Regions from separate parts of the Pan troglodytes genome. Here region 1 is linked to region 2. A link is a contact called in public HiChIP or PLAC-seq data. All regions are on one chromosome and are shown on one strand. The core of a region is the stretch at or near the end of the contact, and the rest is flanking DNA. Distances in the headings are between cores, read along the strand shown.

Region 1 (3,222 bases), core at 272-2,771, 290 kb before region 2:
GTTATCTTTTTAATCCTCTTTCCAGGAGGAGGCCTGAGAAGGAGATGGAAACCATATGTTTAAAAAGTTTTTTAAAATGTATAGATGCTCCTGAATATTTGTAAATAACTGCAGTGAAAAATGTTTACATTAGAACTCACCTGCCCTTGCACTGATTAGAAAGATCCTCTACAGAGCAGAGGAGATCATTTCCAACCACCCAGACCACTACAATCACAGGAAGAAGCCAACAGCAGCATCTTCAGCCCTAGAGACTAAAGGTGAAAGGGGCACCTCGCAGTGGTGGAAGCACCCGTGTGTTCCCTCAACATGCCTGGGGAGGTGGAGAGGAAGGGGAAGCAGCTCTGCCTTCCCTCCAATCTAACTACACAACCCCTGCTGCCGTAACTTATTTTTAGACATTTAATCTAAAATTCCCAGAAAGGAAGCGGATCTACAACCTCTGAGTGATCCTCAGAGTTCTGATTTCCAACCTGGCTTGGGGATTTTGTTTGTTTTCTGACTTCAGGTGCCTACTTAAAGTACATCTCCCATCTTCCAGAGGCATCCACAGCCTAAGCCAATAAAAAGAGCTGGGAGCTTTGGAGCTTTAAGTGATGAAAAATCCAGCACCCACAGGTCAAAAGTAATGACCTTGGGGAAGTTACTCATCCTTCTAAAGAATCAATTTGTGGTCAACAAGATGAGATAATAATACTAGAAAGCTGTTCGAGATTTCAACACAAAAATTGCACAGTATCGTCTCTTAGTAGGATGTCAGTCAGTACTATGCACTTGCTGTGGGCACACTGCGCAAAGCTGCGGGATCCGTCCATGTATCTACTGCCCATCACTCCGACGTTGGGAACTTATGTTACCGACTGTGCACTCCACCTCGGGGAGATGCCTTTTACCTGCTTCTTGTTCCCTACAGCTTCAAATGTCTGCAGAGCCCAAGAGGTAAATTCTCATTAAGTGCAAGAGACTAAGTTATCCTGGGTTCTCCTTCCCTCTGTTTTGTTTATCCGTAAATTGTTAAATAAAACTCCGCTTTGGGAAGAAATGCGTCGAGTCTTTACATGCGCAAAGCAGGTGTCTGCACATCTCTGGGGATCAGGGGTGGGGAAGGAACCCTGACTAAAGTCTCCAGGTTGGGAATGGCACAAATGGAGGGAAAGGACATGGAAGAGCGGATGAAAGGGATGCCTCTGCGAGGCGGTGCAAGGCGGTCCTCGCCGGTGACCCTGTCCTCTGCACTCGGGGAGGAAAGGACGCTAGAGGGGAGGAGCCGCGAGGGCAGGAGTACCTGAACGCTCTGGCCGCGGTCTGGTTCCTCCTCCACGCCGTGCCCTGTTGCAGCACCCCCTGCACGATCTCTTTCTCGTTGGGCAGCCGGTAGACGGGGAAGATGTAGAGCCAACAGAGGACCACGACACAGAGGGCACTGGCTCCCATGGGCAGCCGGGTCCGCGGGAACTTCCACGCCAGTACAGCCATGGCCCCTCTGGACGTTTGTCGCCGGGCCCGCCCGCAGGGGCTCATCGCAGCCCCGGCGTCCCAGGGGCGGGGGCCGGGGCCTCAGCACAAAGCTAGGCGAAGTGGCAGCGGAGGGTCCCCCACCGCCAGCCCCCCATGCACACACACCTTTGGTTCTCTTACTTGCAAGCGCACGCACGCTTCTTCGGCCCGGTCGGCCCCAAAGGTCAGCGCAAGGATTTTTTCAAATGCAACTTTTCCAAGGATTTCTTTCTAGGGGAAGTGGCTGGGGGTGAAGTCACGATCTATGGCCATGGTCGCTTCCCCTGCAGAAGGCGGGCGCTGGGGTCTCCGAGTGCGCAGAGAGCGGCGGCGGCGAGTCGCTCCCGCCGGTTCTGCAGCATCACGGTCGCCCTCGGCGAGGGTCCGGGAGAAGGCTCGGCTCCCTCCCAGACATTTGGCCCGTGGCGTCCCCTTGTCCCCTCCGAGCGATGCTCCTGCGCCCTTCGCCGCCTCCCGCGCTGCTGCGCCGCCAGGCAACCCCCCCCCACCCACCCGCCCCGAGACGCGCTCTCTGCGCCGCACCAAGTCCTTGGAAATTTCCACGACGGCCCGGGACCGCTATCCTGCCCCGGGCTCCTCCGCCTCGCCCGCCGGGACCCTCGCTCTCCACCCCTCCCGGAGAAGAAAAGAACTCGCTCTCATCAGTTAATTCAGCGGCGCGCCGCAGCCTTCCGCTGCGCCCCGGACTTCGCAGACAAACGCCCAGGGATTGGTGGAAATCAAGGTCTCCCCCTCCCTCCCCCACCCGCAAAATTGCCTCCTTCGACCCGATCCGAGCCGCGACACTCGCCCAGAGCGCGCAGCCCTCACTCGTACCCTTGTTCTTTGGAGATAACGGCAGACAATAAAAAACAACAGCCCCCCGCCAATAGAAATATATCAGTCCCTGAGTGTGGCGGAGACTGGCTAATATCCTGATCCTTCGACAAGCGGCCGGTGTGCCCAGGCTGTCACCCTGCTGCCGTCACCCTAGTCTTTCTCTAACTGGTTGGATATTAACCCGCAGCCAGGCGCGAGGAGGCTGGCGGAGATTTATTCCTTCCTGGGCCCCCACCCCCATTAGCCGGTCCCGGACCCGCGGCCCGTGTGTGTGTGTGCGCGCGCGCGCGCACACACACACACACACACACACGCACACACGTTCACGGGCGCAAGCGAGCGCGCGCACGAGGAGGTGCGTGCACTCCGGGGTCCTCCGCCTCGCCTCCTCCCTGAAAGGAAAGACAGTGCTGCATCCAGATGTGCAGGCAGCTGGTGCCCAAACACTAGACCTCAAGATGTCACATTGCCTTGGAGGCGCGCGGCCTTTTAGATTAAAGGACCGTTGGTTCTTAGACGTCCTTCTTGCCCTTCTTGCTTGTGATAAGCGATAAGCTTATCGCAACCCCGACCTTGGAAAAGCGCCACCCGCCTTGACCCACCGAGCCGAGAGAGTCGCTGTTAGCCATTTCTGCTCGCCCCGGCGGCCGACGCATAGCTCGGGTACCTCCTAGCGGTCGCCTATTCTATTTGCTTAAGCATCTCGTCAAGCATAAAGTGTGCAAGGACAAAGAAGAAACCTGGTCAGCTTAGTCATCACGAAAACAAAATCTAAGGCTATAACTCCATTTGTTCAGCCGACCAGGCTGCGGTGCCTGGTATCTTTGTCTAGCATCCGTCTCCACTGAGAGGTGGAACTTGAGAAGTTGATGCAAAGTTAGTTTT
Region 2 (3,100 bases), core at 86-2,585:
GGCAGGGCGCGGTGGCTCACGCCTGTAATCCCAGCACTTTGCGAGGCCGAGGTGGGTGGATCACCTGAGGTCAGGAGTTCGAGACCAGCCTGGCCAACATGGTGAAACCCATCTCTACTAAAGATACAAAAATTTGCTGGGCGTGGTGGCACGCGCCGGTAATCCCAGCTACTCGGGAGGCTGAAGCAGGAGAATCCCTTAAACCCGGGAGGCGGAGGTTGCAGTGGGCCAAGACCGCGCCATTGCACTCCAGCCTGGGCGACAGAGTGAGGCTCAAAAAACAAAACAAAACAAAAAACAGAAACAAAAAACAAACAAAAAAACCACTAAATTTGAAAAATGTTAAATCAACTTCTTTGCTGTATTATAAAGCTCCATTTCCACCCCTCTTTTTAGTTTAGGAAGTTTACCGTTATCGGTGAAGTAATTATTTTGTTAATTACAAAGGTAAGTAGGTTCTTTCTGAACAATCAGGATGTAAACTTAATGCTAGTGAAGTAATTAAACATTTTGAATGTTAATTAAACTCAGTCCAGTTAAGGGTTTTATTTACTACTAACAAACGTATTCACCGTGTGCTAAGTGCTGCAGGGAATCCCAGCCCGTTTTCCTCCATCTAAAAGGAAAATTAGGAGGTCCCAATACTTTACTTGTAGATTTTCCAGTTTCTACCATTCCCTGTAAGGCACTGAGACGCAGGATTTCAAGCCCCACTCGGGGTACCCTGGCATGGACATCGAGTCGTTCTAGCGCTGAGCTTCAAAACTATTCCTTTCCTTCCCTTTCTTCTTCATACCAGACTCTAACCTGTTCTCCCTAGCTTCGAATTATTCACTGTATGGTCGAACATCTTACTCCACAAATAACTTCTGAAGTGTTGCAGTTGTCTTACCCAAATACCTGAACTCAGCTTGTCCCGAGTACTGCGATCCCGTGTACTGCTAATGGGAATATAGTTAACCCAACTAGTATGAGGTCCCCAGTACACAGCAGCTCCAAGATCAAGGCGACCGAGTAACACTGCTTGCCTAGACTCAGGCCAAGTTCGGAGAGTGATCCTGGGGTTATTTTAGAACGTGTCCCTTGCTTCCCAGAAAAATTCAGTCGTTAACTCAAGTCCGGATGCCCAATGACCATTCGGATAAGGTGAGCTAAAGCTTCAATGCCTTGAGGGGCTTGGCAGGGCTCGGGCTCATCCAGCAGAAGCAGCCCCGCTTTCCAGACTAGCAGTTCCCAGGGATGGGTGTGTGCTAATCGCAGGCCAACAAGCCCAGCGCGGTACAGAGGTCCCATTGTGACCGGAGGCGAGAAACCCCGCCTCGGCACCCTGACGCAGCGCAGGACCCGCCCCGCGCGTGACGCCAGCGTCAGGCCAGCCCCGGCATGCTCTGCGGCCGCCCGCGGTCCAGCGCCGACAACAGGAATTTTCTCCGAGAGCGGGCCGGGCTCAGTTCAGCTGCTGTCCAGACCCGGATCGGCAACAGTGCCGCCTCCAGACGTTCTCCTGCCGCTCGCCCGCCCGTCCCAGCGCCCCCAGCCCTCCCGCGAGGGCGCCCCGGGACGGAAGGATCCACCAGTCTGTCGGCGCCCGCCGTTCTCGTGGTCGCCGTCGCCGTCGTCGTGGTGGTAGTCTCCGCCGTCGCCTGGGCCATGGCCAATTACATCCACGTCCCTCCCGGCTCCCCGGAGGTGCCCAAGCTGAACGTCACCGTTCAGGATCAGGAGGAGCATCGCTGCCGGGAGGGGGCCCTGAGCCTCCTGCAACACCTGCGGCCTCACTGGGACCCCCAGGAGGTGACCCTGCAGGTAACGCCCACACCTCAGCTCTGGGTCTCTTATGCCCCTCACGCGGCTCTGGGGGTCCTCACCACAATCGCCTCTGTCCCACGATGACCGAGGAGGACCTAGGGCAACATCTCCTTAAGTCTATTGGGAAGTGACCCTGTATTTCCCCTCACACCTAGGAGGGTCACTCCCCCTTCCCGTCGCAGTTGCTCTTTGAGATTGACCTGAGGCACATTTTCTCTTTCTAGAAGCCGCTGCGTAAGTGACGGACTCATCCACGGGGGGAGATTCCTGCTGATAGTTGCCCCTCCTCCCACTCCCCAGTCCACGGTCACTGCAAAATGAACCTTTCCACTCCGCTTGCACGGGGTCCTCTTCTACCTCCTCCCCTCCCACCAGTAATGCAGTCATTAATCCTCTCTGATCTTTCCTTCCTCTCCCCTCCCCCTGCGATGTGCTTTCATTGATGCCTCACACTGCGTTTTGTCTTCCCAAACCCTGGCGTACTCTATTCCCAAAGTAATGACCACGACCATGCATCGCTGGGTCGGTTCTTAGGTAGCACCACACACATTGTTTTGTTTGAGTCGATATTTCTGAATTATTAAAGTCGTCTTACTGAAATTAATACGTGATACTAGAAGGAGCAGTGGCTTGTGACTATTTCCTTTTCATGAGACACCGTGTTGATAGAGAAAAAATTGGGAGGAAAAAAATCCCTGAGACTCTAGGAGTTCTCTAATAAGTTGGAAGTTATGATTTCCACTACGTGATTTTTTTTGAATACTAATCTGTTTTTAGCTTTAGTTTCAGGAACTAGATACAAAAATAGATCTCTTTTTCTCCTTTTCCCTTGCAAACAAAAAAAACAGTAATTTTCAAGATTGGGATATTTGGGATTTGTTCTAAATCTGAGCAATAATGTAAGAACATTCATTTGAATTAGCCAAATCATCTGCCTCGTTTTGATGACTAATTTATTCACCAATATTTGTTGATTTATTTGCTAAATTCTTCGCTAAACTAGCCAGCCACCCATACAAAGATGAATAAAACATGAGCAGTGCCTAGGGCCCAGAACAGTTCCTGACACTTGGGTTTTCATGTGTTAGTTTCAGTTCTTATTACCTAGAAGAGTTTTTAAGCAGATTATTTTAAAGGACCCGTATGTTTTGGAAAAGAAACTTGTTAGACAACAAATTTTGAAATTTAAGGGAGTATTTGTTAGCCGAGTATATAGGAAATAGTGAATCCAAAGTGATTTTTATGTCATTTAAAAAATATATTTCCTTTAAAGGAAATGTGTCTTCCAAAT

The links. HiChIP or PLAC-seq counts read pairs in DNA pulled down with a chosen protein or histone mark.
Region 1: an H3K4me3 HiChIP or PLAC-seq map of stem cell-derived excitatory neurons shows a contact between it and region 2, with 2.0 times the contacts expected there. The contact joins the promoter of ST8SIA1 here to the promoter of ETNK1 in region 2. A contact is called at or near these places in 1 of 7 Hi-C or Micro-C datasets (stem cell-derived neural progenitor cells) and 1 of 1 datasets of contacts at active chromatin or transcription factors (stem cell-derived excitatory neurons).

Annotation. Positions count from the first base shown.
Region 1 is chr10:73,200,332-73,203,553 of NHGRI_mPanTro3-v2.0_pri, reverse strand. ST8SIA1 (ST8 alpha-N-acetyl-neuraminide alpha-2,8-sialyltransferase 1) reads right to left here and starts at 1,521. Exons shown (of 5, transcript NM_001037303.1): 1 at 1,286-1,521. The coding sequence starts at 1,521.
Region 2 is chr10:72,915,264-72,918,363 of NHGRI_mPanTro3-v2.0_pri, reverse strand. It overlaps ETNK1 (ethanolamine kinase 1), which reads left to right and starts at 1,335. Exons shown (of 8, transcript XM_009425734.5): 1 at 1,335-1,806. The coding sequence starts at 1,384.